Linked DNA regions of Mus musculus: regions 2, 3 and 4 are each linked to region 1. A link is a contact called in public HiChIP or PLAC-seq and promoter capture Hi-C data. All regions are on one chromosome and are shown on one strand. The core of a region is the stretch at or near the end of the contact, and the rest is flanking DNA. Distances in the headings are between cores, read along the strand shown. Region 1 holds the start of Ptprn (protein tyrosine phosphatase, receptor type, N). Region 2 overlaps Nhej1 (non-homologous end joining factor 1). Region 3 overlaps Obsl1 (obscurin-like 1). Region 4 overlaps Nhej1 (non-homologous end joining factor 1).

Region 1 (2,805 bases), core at 228-2,727:
ATGTCTACCATAAATATTAAAAGGAAGCAAACACACCCCAAATGTCAATAACTGTGAAGTCTAGATAAGTGGTTTTTTTTCACTAAACCATTTTGGTTTTTTAATTCGCTTTATAAAGGCCTCTCTCTCTCTCTGTGTGTGTGTGTGTGTGTGTGAGAGAGAGAGAGAGAGAGAGAGAGAGAGAGCAGAAGACAACATCATAGAGTTGATTCTCTTCTGTCTTTATATGGATTCAAAGAATCAAACTCAGGTCATCGGGTTCGGATAGTGAATGTGTACCTGCTGAGCTATCTCACCTGACCCATATTGTCTTAAAAACAAAACAAAAAGAAACAACGACTAGAAAGCAAAAGGATAATGCAATTAATTTGAACTTTAGAAAACTCTGTAGCTTACTGGATAACTAAGAATATTAAAAAGCCACTGAGGAAATTACTGTGATAAGGCTGGGGGGGGGGAGGGGTGGTTTGATGTGGCGTGTACCTTATGTAGAAATCATAAGATCGTCAATAAGCTTGAGACAGGAAGCTAAGGGACAGCCAGAGCTAATAACAAATGGCAGTACTCACCAAGTGCAGCTGGGCAAGCAGCAAGGCTGATGTTCGGAAGCACAGCAGGATATCTACAGGCGGCGACGATTTCTGGGCTAATTCAAATGAGCTGACAGAGAAGATGCTAAGTATTCCCAACACAAAGAAACTATAAAGGTCTGAAGTAATAGATACGCCAGGTATGTGGATCTGGTCATTACACATTGCATACATCCGTGTACATGTACTGACTGTCACTGTGTACATTTGTGTATGATTGCTTTGTACCAACTAAGCGAAAAGCAAATACTAAAGAAGGTAACCGTTTCAAGAGTCAGATGAGTAGATTGCAAGAGGAAACGAAGTTAATGCGTAGGAGTGTTTGCGATATGCAGGTCCAGGTCTTGCTGCAGTGTCTAATTACATAAATTCTCACCACTACCCTGTGGGGCAGGTGCTTTTTGGCTTCTTCAGACAAGAGTAAGCAACTAGCTCATCCCTTGCTATCCCAGTGCGAGTGCCTAACCATCTCTGATTTTTCAGGAAGACGCCAGTAGCGATAATGGAACCATGGTAAGAGTTCCTGTTCTGATCTCTTAAGCTTCTTGTATCACGGTTTATACTCCCTGGCCCACGTATCTTTCCTGTTCCCTATAGTACTTGAGTCCTTCTCACCAAACCTGAGCCAGGGAGACAGAGGCGGTGGACCTGAAAAATACAGGTCAGGAGTGGGTGGACCCAGTGGGAATTCTAGGGAGGAACCTACTATATGGTGGAGGAGGCTTAGGTTGAGTAGGTCCCCGGCTAAGAGGGGGCTCTTACGCCAGTATGACGCAAATAGGCATAAGAGCCGGGGGTGGAGATGTCGTCATTGCACGCCTGCAGTTGGCCGGGTCGCCTCAAGAGGGGCAACTAGACCCCGCCTTGGAGGTGGGTGGGGAGTGGCAGACTCCGCCTAGGCTCCTGGGCTGACTCCCACCAACGTCGCCGAGACTCTGGCCGGAGAGAGAGCTCAGAGCCGGGAAGGATGAGGCGCCCGCGGCGGCCCGGGGGCTCCGGGGGCTCCGGGGGCTCCGGGGGCCTCCGGCTGCTGGTCTGCCTGCTGTTGCTGAGCGGCCGCCCCGGGGGCTGCAGCGCCATCAGTGCCCACGGTCAGGAGAAAACTTGATGGGGGCGGGGGGAAGCGTCGCAAAAGCAAGAAGCTCGGGTAGGATAAATGTTGGAAGGCGGCGGGGGGGGGGGTGTTTGTAGGGTGAGGAAGATGAGAGGACATGAAGTGAGATGAAGGGAGATGGAGGTGAGGAAAGGGGCGTAGGCTGGGAGGTGGAGCCGGGATTCGCAGGCGGGACCTGGAAAAGTGGGCTCCAGGGAAGACTAGGTACAGGAGGAGGAGCGGGGGTGCACGCGAGTTGAGAGATTTAGAGGGACTACAGGACCGTGGGAGAAGCCAGAGGCATCGGGGTGGAGACCCGAGATGGAGAATCGGAAGCCGAGAAAGAGGAATGGGCGACCACCGGTGGCAGGAGCCTCTCCACTGTTACCCGACTCCAGCTTCCCTGTAGGACTGGCTAGAGACAGAGCAGGATTTATCTTTTAAGTCTAGAGAGGCCATTTGCTCGAGTTGGTCGGCTATAAGAAGGGGAACACGCAAGGGGAGGGAACGGAAGAGGAGTAAAAGGGGAGGGTCCTCTTCTTGTCCCCTTTCCCACAGCCGGGCCTGGTGCTGACTCACATCTAAGCGGATATAGTCAGCGCTGACTCATGGGCCCGGGATGGGGGTGGGAAGGTGGCGGTGGGGGGAAGGGGCGCAGCCTCTCCATCTGGCTCCCTCTTTTCCCACCTTGGCTTGGGGGCCAGTGCACGGTACTTCCTGTGAGGCCAAGAGTTAACAAGACAGAGCGGAAGGATGAGCCACTCCTTGTCCTGCCACCCTTCCCTTGGTAAACGTCTCCTTTCCCGACGTGCCATTAGCTCCTAGGTTCAGAACCATGGACAGCGCCATCAACTCTGCCTGGGACAGGCTGCCCCAGAATCAAGCACCGGCATCCCTTCCCTACCACGCGGGGGTGGGGGTGGGGGGGTGGGAGGGAGTGCTGGAGCTTCCTCCTCTAGTTCCACGCCACTAGAATTGGGATGCTTTGAGAGATTTGGGGAACCACCGTTTCCTTTTGAATTTGGCCACGAACTCTCCCACAATGCTACATAATTTACCCTCCCTTCCTCCCACATTCCAATTCCCACTTAGGCAAATTGAGTCATTAAAGACTGAAACTAA
Region 2 (2,805 bases), core at 88-2,587, 250 kb after region 1:
CCATATCAGATGTTTACCTTATGATTTATAACAGTAGCAAAATTACAGTTATGAAGTAGAAAGAAAAATAATTTTATAGTTGGGGTCACCACCACAAGAGTAACTGTATAAAAGGTTGCAGTATTAGGAAGGTTAAGGACCACTGTTCTGGGTGAACCAGAAATCTTCCCAAGATAGCAGGCCGGGAAACCAGAGTAAATTTCTCCGTGGGTCTCCCTTTTATTAGAGGTTATTCAAGTGCTGTGTCCCTGAGTTGTATCGTGGTCCCATAAGTTATAGTTAATGTTCTCTTAAATTTTTTTTCCTTTAGCATTTGTGATGAATCAAGGCAGGCAAATATCAGGTTCATGCTGTCCACTCCCTAACAGGAGTAGACAGCAGGTGGCGCCAAAGCCTCGGATACTTGTGCTGCTGGGAACTGGAGCTGCAGAGAGGGAGGGATTCTCTTGAATTTCGGGTAGGGCGTTGGAGGACTGGTTGTCTGAATGTGGCTCAGATAAGAAATTCTTGTAGGCTTAGTGTCTTCTAGCTCCCCATCACCATTACACAGGTGTTCTATCTTGACAACCTACTTTGGCAAGAAGATTAATGGGAGGGATCCCCAAAAATTTGAGCAGATGAGCCTGGTCACTCCTGACTGTCTCTTCTGATCTATTTAGTAGCTGTCCTGTCCTCTCTGTGAATTTGTTTTGGGTTATTTTGTTTCTGGTACTGCTAACCATGTTGCTCTTTGATGGCTGAACTTCATCTGCGTCCCTGGTTTCTCTTTGTTATTATCCTTCTTTTTCCTTGAGAAAAGGTCTCACTATGTAGCTTAAGCTGTCCTCAAACTTGGTGTAGACTCACAGCAATCCTGCTGCAGCCTCCTAGGTGCTGGGAATACAGATGGGAACTGTCACACCTGACTTGATTCTATTTTGTGATGATTTTTCTTCTTGGCATACTTTGACTTAAGAGACTTCTTAAGGATACATTTTTTTTTTCTTTTTTTCCACTGTCCTCAACCCCAGTTTCTCCAGAGGCTGGGACTAAGTGAGGAAGAGATGCACACTGGCTCCTGGACAAATTGAAAGTGGAGGTGCAGTCGCCTGGGCTCTGATCAAACTCCCCAAGTCTGGTTCCTTAGCATCCCTGAGCTGCCCCAGACCTAGGTTGCCCCCAACTTTGATTGATTCCAACAGCCTAGTTGTTAGTTCCTTTCTAGCATTGTCCCTGAGACGCCCCTAATTTCCCCACTCCCTTGGCAAACCCGCCGGGCTGTCTCCAGCCTTCATTCCTGGAGCTTGTTCCTTGGGCCTCCCCCTTCCCTGAGGCGTGTTTAAGGGCTGGGCGGAGCTGGCCGCCTGAATCCCCTGTGGCTCCTTTGGTTCCTGGTTCTATATATATCCCTGTCCTTCTCTGCACAGGGTTTGATATGGCTTTATGGGCATTTCCATCCGCTTTACAGACACAGCTACCACAGAGGCCCGTTTCTCCCGAGAAACCTCAGCGGAGCCCGGCCTGTAGAGAACTCAGTCTGGTCGCTGAATCAAAGCTCTCTTCTCTTCCTGCCCTCCCCAGCCCTCCTGCCCTCCGCCTCCATCTCCTGGCTCCTTAACCCCAAGTGAACAACAGAACCCTGGGGGAGTGCTCCAACTCCTTGGCAGAGCATTTGGAGCCCCAGAGACTTGCAGAGAATTCCTTAGTGTCCATTCTCAGCCAAGTTAATTGGGGGAAGGTCTGACCCTGATTTCTAGCTTAGGCTCTGTGGTAAGAGGGCATTTTAGGGAAAGAGCAGATTCCAGCAGAGCTGGCAGGTTCTCTGGAGGCCTGTGATGAGAAAGTATAGCCTTTGACTCTGAAGCTGAGGGAGTGTTTGGGATATATGAGGAGACACAGGAGCAGATGTAGATTTTAGGTGTTCAATGTGGTGATATTACATTACTCAAGATAGTAGGGAAATCCAGGCCTGGGGAAACCACATCTGTAATCCCAGCATTTGGGAGGCAGAGGCAAGTGGAGCACCAGCTTAAGCTTATATACTGAGTTCCAGGTCAGTCTAGGCTACAGAGAGACTGTTTCAGAAAACAACAAACAAAGACAGTAAAACAGACACTACTAGGAAACTTCCTTTGGCTTATTCTGGGTTGGATCAATCAGTGGAATCTGGCTTTGAAAGGGAAAGTTTGCCCAGAATAAAGGAGAAATCTTGTTGAAAGTTTAACTTTGCGTTAGGAAGGAATAAGAACTGCTACCCCACCCCCATTTTTCAAATGCTTAACGTCCCAGATCACAATAGCTACTATTCTGTGTACCCATTGTATGCCAGGTACTTGGCTGTGACTCTGACCACTGTCACATTGGTATCTTTCAAAGTACAGAGAGTAAAACTGAGATTCAGGTGTGGTTTAGTCCTATGAAGGATCAACTCATCTGTGTGCAGCTGCTTCTTACTGTCTAGGTGGGCCCAGGCAAGAAGGCAGCTCACTGCTTGTGCTCAGAGGCCTTCATCCCTGGCTTAGACATCCATCCATTTGTGACTTTTGCTGTCCTGAGTAGCCTGGATAGGTATTTTCTTTCTCCTGTGGTGTTTGTTTACTGTTCTTTCGTGGGATTTCAGATTTCCATGATGGTGGAAGGCTTGTAAAATGAAAGGGTGGAAAAGGGTTACTGTGGCAGGAGCCAGTGCTGGGCCAGGTTGAGGCAGCAGCACAGACATCTTTTATAATGGTGTGTAGAGCTGGGAGGCTTATAAAGCCGATGCAGGCAGATAGGGGGATAAATCATGTGAGCAGTGGGCAGGGTGGTGAAGTCGAGGTTAGGAAT
Region 3 (2,805 bases), core at 153-2,652, 230 kb before region 1:
CCAGCTCACTGACTGAATGCCATCCAGGCTGGGTGCCTGGCTGGTGGTCAGTTAGCTGCCAGACTAGCTGGGAAGGCAGTTGCTATCCAGGGGTCACAAATGGGGAGACCCCCTTGGACTCTGACTCTATGCAGCCCACAGATGTGTTTTGTTTGGCCTGCAGAGTCATACCAAAGTCAGGACAGTCCAAATAACAACCCGGAGTTTTACGTCCTCTTGAAAAAGCCGAAGACCCGGCGGTTCTGGTCTCATTTCCCCCCATGGCGACGAACGGCTGGCACTGAGTAGCAGCTGCCCCATAGTATGGGGCCCCCATTTCTCTGTCCCACCCTCCCTGCCATTTCTCCTGCCTCTCCCCAGACTCCCTGAGCCATTAACTTAACCTATCTGGCCCTCACATTTGCAACCCCTGTGTTAAACCAATAAACGCACCAATAAACATTCCAAGAAACCTCATGGTAAATAAGTTCAATTAGGGTCCAGGGCTCCACAGAACAGCCAGGCAGGGAGGGCCTGGGCGGAGGTCTCACAGGGTCACTGTAGTATGGGCTGGGCTCCATGCATTCGACAGCATATGAACACACATGTATTTCCTCCTCAAAGAACACAGCCTAGTAAGAAAGCCAGACACATGTCAGGGCATAGGCTGTCAAGGACAGCATAGGAAACCCTGGGCTCGTGGCTGCTAACCTGGTCAGGGTAATGAGGATGTTTACCTACTTGTAATGGAGTTAGGCTGAGTTAAGGGGTGGGCTGAGAATAGTCCGGGTACCGGGGAGTCAAGGACAGCTAGAAATATGGTGGTGATTTGTGCCGGCCACCTCAGGACTACAGCCCACGGCACCATTCCCAGGGTGCATGGTCGTAGGGGCATTTAGTCAGTTCTGGACATCACAGAAGAACCCCAGTGGCAGCACAAGGACAACTACCCTATCTTCACGGTCCTGTTGCCTTCTTCCCTGACTTGCCCCAGGAGCCATGCCCAGGCAGAGCTGCTTAGGGAATTCCACTCACTATACCCCAGATGGAGCCCACAACTGCAACAAGGCTGTGGACACAATCTATTTTACAGCTAGAGACCTTCATTCTCTCAGTCCCAGCCCTGGCCAGACACAACAGCCACAACCACAAAGCACCCTACGCCTCACAGTAAAGTTCACACAAATGCCACCTCACCTCCAGGCCAGAGTGGATCAAGTCCCACACCAAACGGCCCAGCTCACTGCCCCAACATCTTCCACCGCCATCCCATATAGAAGAAGCTGCCTTCTGTAATCTCCTGGCCTTATCATGACTAGATCATACATTTTGAGAAAAGAATGCCCTGTGTCCTGTGGCTGGGTCTGGTGGAGAACTGAAAAATCCTAGACAGGGAAGCCCACAGTTCCCTAGCCAGGCCACAAGGGGGCCAGGTGTACTCTAGTCTTCTGGAAACTTAATTCGTTGGAGAACAAGACAGCGCGTGGTATTACGGGCAAGCTTGGGCTTGCTGACGGTCTACTAATATTGACTTAGCTCCTTTTCTGTGGAAGAATGGCCTGTGCTTGAGGTTGAGCTCACTGAAACAGTGTAGCATCCCTGGGATACTTTTAGACAGGTATTAACTCTGGTATACAAGAAGTATTCCCTAGTTGCTGCACGTGGGTGGCCTGGATTCGCCCCAGTGCCTGCAGCAGGAGAGCCTTTTAGAACAGAATGCTTCTTCCTTCTGCCCAGGAGCTAATAGCTGTCTGGGACCTTAAGGGCAATTCATTGCTTAATCATTGCATGCCTCAATTCTTTCATCTGGAAACCGGAGACAGCACAGTGCTCTCCTCCAGACATCAGCGTGAGGCTAAAGGCTCAAAGTGTTCGGCACAGTAACTGGAGAGTTAGGAGGTGTTCGTTGTTTACAGATCCTGATCCCACTCCTGCACAATTTGTAAAGCCCCCAAACCCTCAAAACCAAATGCTAAAAGTTTAGCAGTTGTCTGGTATGATGGTGTATACCTTTAATCCCGGCACTCAGGAGACAGAGGCAGGTGATTCTCTGTGATTTCTAGGCCGTCCTGGTCTGCATAGTAAGTTTGAGACCAGCCAGGGCTATGTAGTGAGATCAGAGGTTTGACAGTCAAATTTATTACATTAAAACTGAATTTAACTGATGCATTCTCTTTTTAAAAAAGATTTATTTATTATTATATCTAAGTACACTGTAGCTGACTTCAGACACACCAGAAGAGGGCATCAGATCTCATTACGGATGGTTGTGAGCCACCGTGTGTTTGCTGGGATTTGAACTCAGGACTTCCAGAAGAGCAGTCAGTGCTCTTAACTGCTGAGCCATCATCTCCAGCCCCTAACTGATACATTCTTAATTATTCTTTAATTATCTGGTAGGGCTAGTCTATATCTGCATCTTTGTTAGATTTGACTGTGTCTTCTAGTATATCTTGCCAAGGGTAAATATATATTAGACAGCAAAATGTTAATGGGAATCATTTTAAGGGGCAGAGGCAGGACCTGAAGGGTAGCTAGCTACCAAATGAGAAATGCATCCTTTTAAAGTCCAGAAGATACTGGATTCTGTAAGTGTCTAGTCTTGGGGATTTGAAGGACAGGTCAGGGACCTATTGTTACTTATTACTGTGCTACTCGGAACTCAGGACTGTTATTAGCACATGGGCAGCGGGGCTCACGTGCTGCCAGGCATTGCTAGTTAGTGACAGTTGTGCTTGCCCTGCTCTGCAGAGCCCCCTGTGCGGATCATATACCCCCAGGACGAGGTGACCTTACACGCCGTGAGTTTGGAATGTGTGGTGCTCA
Region 4 (2,805 bases), core at 179-2,678, 220 kb after region 1:
TGTCTGTCTGGTGTGTGTATGTGTGTGTGTGTGTCTGTGTGGTGTGTGTGTGTCTGTGGTGTGTGTGTGTGTCTATTTGTATGGGGTGTGTGCCTGTTTGTGTGGGGTATGTGTATATCTGTGTGTCTGTATGGGGTGTGTGTGTGTTTGTAGTGTAGTTCAGAGCACTTGTGGGAATCAGCCTTCTTCTACCATGTGTGTTCTGAGGATCAAGGCCATCAGGGTTGGTGGCCTTTTGCTCTCTGAGCTATCCCTCCAGTCTCAGATTTCTATTTTGAAGATAAGGAAACTGAGCTGCAGCAGTAAGTGGCTGAAGTCTGTATGCTCTGTTGAGGGGAGCTTGGGTAATGAGAATTCTTGGGACCTCTAGGGCGCCTGTACTATCTTCAGAATGTCTCATGTAGCTGCTAGAACTGAAAGGTTTGTACTGGGACTGTAGAGCTACAGTATCTTTTCAGTTACTATGCTTGCCTGGGGTCCTATAAACAGGACATAAAAGGGTCAGGAGGTCATCCAAGACTGGATTGAAAGGATGTGCCATCAAAATAAGCAACATGGAATAGAAAATAAACAAACCAGGGAGACAGTTGGGATGAACAGGCAAGGAGGCCAGGCCAGTGTCAGAGGGCCATGCGGTCAGTGCCTGGGGCTACTTCTATTCCCATTGGAAATCCTGCTAGGCAAGAGGCCATGGACACATACAGTACAGGGCCAGGAGGGCATAGAGAGTTCTAGGATGCTAAAGTTAGAGAAGATATTTAACCATTAGACAGGGGTACTTCCTCATATTTGATGTTTTTGCTTTACTTCTTCCCTTAAGAAACTCTGACTTAGCCAGGTGCACACCTTTAGTTAGCCCTAGTACTCAGGAGGTAGAAGAAGCAGGCAGATCTCTGCAAATTCAAGGCCAACCTGGTCTTCATGGCAAGTTCCAGGCCAGATAGGACTACATAGAGACCCTGTCTCAAACAAACAAAATACAATAAGATAAAGAACCTCTAACTTTTCATTTTCAGAGAACATATGGACACCAATTGCTAGTGACCCAACTAAGGGGGAAATTTGCTATGTAGAACAGCTTGATCTTGAACTCTTGGAGATCTACCTGCTTCTGCCTGACGTAACAGGGGCTGGGGCTAAAGTGCTGAGAGGCATCTTTAAGTGTGGGAGAGAAGCTGAGGAATTGGGGACTGTTACACATGGCAGGATAACTGTGTTACGGATGAGCACAGGCTGGTGAAGCCCCTTACAGCTGTTCTGTTGGAGGAGTTCCTTTCCCTGGCCCTGCCCATGCCTTTCTTTCCCCATCTGGTTGCTATCAGGCTGTGTGGCTGCTGGCGGGCTCTTTATTTATTTATCCCAGTGTAATAGGGTGAGGAGGGAGCTGGCCTGAGGTTGGCTTTCTGAGGCCATGCCACTGAGCCACAGGCGGTTAGCATGGGTGTGTGAGTCACTGGGGCTGCATGCTGCTCAAACCAGACTCGGACAGGCTCAGCGACAGCAGGCAGCCCAAAATAGAGCCCCGCCCTCTGCAGCTGGCAACCTCTGGCTAGGAATCAGCCCTTTACACCAAAACCTGGGCAACTGCACGTTGTTGGCTTTCTCTGGGTGGGGGCCCTTACAGAGATAGGGATTTTGTAGCTCTCTTCTCAGACATTACACAAGGATAGCCAACACATCAACATCTCCCGTTGCTGTACTTTGAATGTCTCGGGACACTTAGATAATCTCCTTGGTGTGATATACTAGCTAAGAAGTTTGATATTTGACATTGATCTGACTCAGTATCCTAAATGTAGCCGTAGCTGTAGTCTAGTTGCAGCATTCTAGAGCATTACTTGACATTAAAAAGCTACCCACTGCTGCTCTTCCTAAGCTTGAGTTTATGTCAGAAGCACTGGGTAGACCTGGGGAGACTCAGGAGCAACCTGAAAACTGCTCTCCTGTTACATGCATCTACAGGGGGTTTCCTTGTTTTCTCTGGATGGGTCTCCTTTTTTTAAAAAACAAAAACAAACAAACAAACAAACAAAAAAACAACAACCAAAAAACCTTGTGTCAGGAATGTTCATGGTACCCAGGATCAGATCCAAGATCTTATTTATTTTCCCTTCCTCTGGGTTGTCTCATTGAGAGCCTAGTCCCAACAGCACTGTAAACCACTGAGAGCTAGTTTTAGAGCACCATGTCATATAGACCCATGCTTTTTTTCTGCATCCTTGATATTTCCACATGGATATCTATCTTACTGGTAGGTATCAGTGCCTCTAATGCATGCTCCACATGAATTAGTTACTTCTTTCTTTAAACCCGTTCTTTATTTGTATTCTTTGCCTTGGTAGATTAAACCATCATCCATCGGTTCCCTAAACCAGAAACTGAGGTTTCACCTGCATTGCTGCTTTCTTCTTGGTTTTCATTTCCAATTATGACTCACCAACCACCATGGAGTCTGTTCTTTAGTCTAGCTTTTGTTGCCTTAGATAAGCTGATACCCTTTTGGCTTGATGCTGCAACTGCCCTCTTACCTGCCTTCCCATCATCCTCTTTCTGCTTCCCAGTTAAATTTACATTTATCAGAATAGTCTCTTTGAAAAAGAGACATGATTGTCTTGCTTTCTTGCTTATAGTCCTTTAGTGGTTCTTATAGTGGCATGTAGGGTAAAGTCCAAATTCCTTGTATGCTATTAAGACTGGACCTATTTACCTCTTCATCTTGATCCTCCATCATGGTGCCCTGAACTTATACACCTAAAGTGTTATAGCTTCCTGCTTGGACACATCTCATTCATTTGTCTGGTATTG

Evidence for each region. Promoter capture Hi-C pulls out the DNA fragments that hold promoters and counts their contacts. HiChIP or PLAC-seq counts read pairs in DNA pulled down with a chosen protein or histone mark.
Region 2: a contact with region 1 is called in a promoter capture Hi-C map of embryonic stem cells. The contact joins the enhancer-like site here to the promoter of Ptprn in region 1. A contact is called at or near these places in 14 of 39 promoter capture datasets (the 3T3-L1 cell line, the C10 cell line, the HPC-7 cell line and 9 more), 2 of 15 datasets of contacts at CTCF or cohesin (large pre-B cells and pro-B cells), 1 of 484 Hi-C or Micro-C datasets (bone marrow-derived macrophages), 5 of 115 datasets of contacts at active chromatin or transcription factors (embryonic stem cells, fetal liver, pancreatic cancer cells and 1 more) and 3 of 9 other capture datasets (adipose tissue, liver and macrophages).
Region 3: a promoter capture Hi-C map of embryonic stem cells shows a contact between it and region 1, with 2.6 times the contacts expected there. The contact joins the enhancer-like site here to the promoter of Ptprn in region 1. A contact is called at or near these places in 8 of 39 promoter capture datasets (the C10 cell line, cranial neural crest, embryonic stem cells and 3 more), 1 of 484 Hi-C or Micro-C datasets (CD4 T cells), 2 of 115 datasets of contacts at active chromatin or transcription factors (embryonic stem cells and pancreatic cancer cells) and 2 of 9 other capture datasets (adipose tissue and liver).
Region 4: a contact with region 1 is called in a FOXA1 HiChIP or PLAC-seq map of pancreatic cancer cells. The contact joins the enhancer-like site here to the promoter of Ptprn in region 1. A contact is called at or near these places in 23 of 39 promoter capture datasets (the 3T3-L1 cell line, 3T3-L1-derived adipocytes, the C10 cell line and 16 more), 2 of 15 datasets of contacts at CTCF or cohesin (CD8 T cells and large pre-B cells), 31 of 484 Hi-C or Micro-C datasets (B cells, the BV-2 cell line, CD4 T cells and 24 more), 9 of 115 datasets of contacts at active chromatin or transcription factors (bone marrow-derived dendritic cells, bone marrow-derived macrophages, embryonic basal ganglia and 5 more) and 4 of 9 other capture datasets (adipose tissue, liver, macrophages and 1 more).

Annotation. Positions count from the first base shown.
Region 1 is chr1:75,262,880-75,265,684 of GRCm38.p6, reverse strand. It overlaps Ptprn (protein tyrosine phosphatase, receptor type, N), which reads left to right and starts at 1,477. Exons shown (of 23, transcript NM_008985.3): 1 at 1,477-1,681. The coding sequence starts at 1,558.
Region 2 is chr1:75,014,638-75,017,442 of GRCm38.p6, reverse strand. The region is part of intron 6 of Nhej1 (non-homologous end joining factor 1); the gene reads left to right. Among named protein-coding and RNA genes, the nearest start is that of Ihh, 64 kb to the right of the region's middle. Within about 2 kb of position 1,337, at least 35 of the 459 cell types and tissues checked have an H3K27ac peak or open chromatin away from gene starts, as enhancers often do. A contact at or near this core is called in adipose tissue, where this site is marked.
Region 3 is chr1:75,493,983-75,496,787 of GRCm38.p6, reverse strand. Obsl1 (obscurin-like 1) reads left to right here. Exons shown (of 20, transcript NM_178884.5): 9 at 2,731-2,805. Among named protein-coding and RNA genes, the nearest start is that of Obsl1, 11 kb to the left of the region's middle. Within about 2 kb of position 1,402, at least 23 of the 459 cell types and tissues checked have an H3K27ac peak or open chromatin away from gene starts, as enhancers often do. A contact at or near this core is called in embryonic stem cells, where this site is marked.
Region 4 is chr1:75,039,219-75,042,023 of GRCm38.p6, reverse strand. The region is part of intron 6 of Nhej1 (non-homologous end joining factor 1); the gene reads left to right. Among named protein-coding and RNA genes, the nearest start is that of Nhej1, 85 kb to the left of the region's middle. Within about 2 kb of position 1,428, at least 42 of the 459 cell types and tissues checked have an H3K27ac peak or open chromatin away from gene starts, as enhancers often do. A contact at or near this core is called in the SN4741 cell line, pancreatic cancer cells and second pharyngeal arch cranial neural crest, where this site is marked.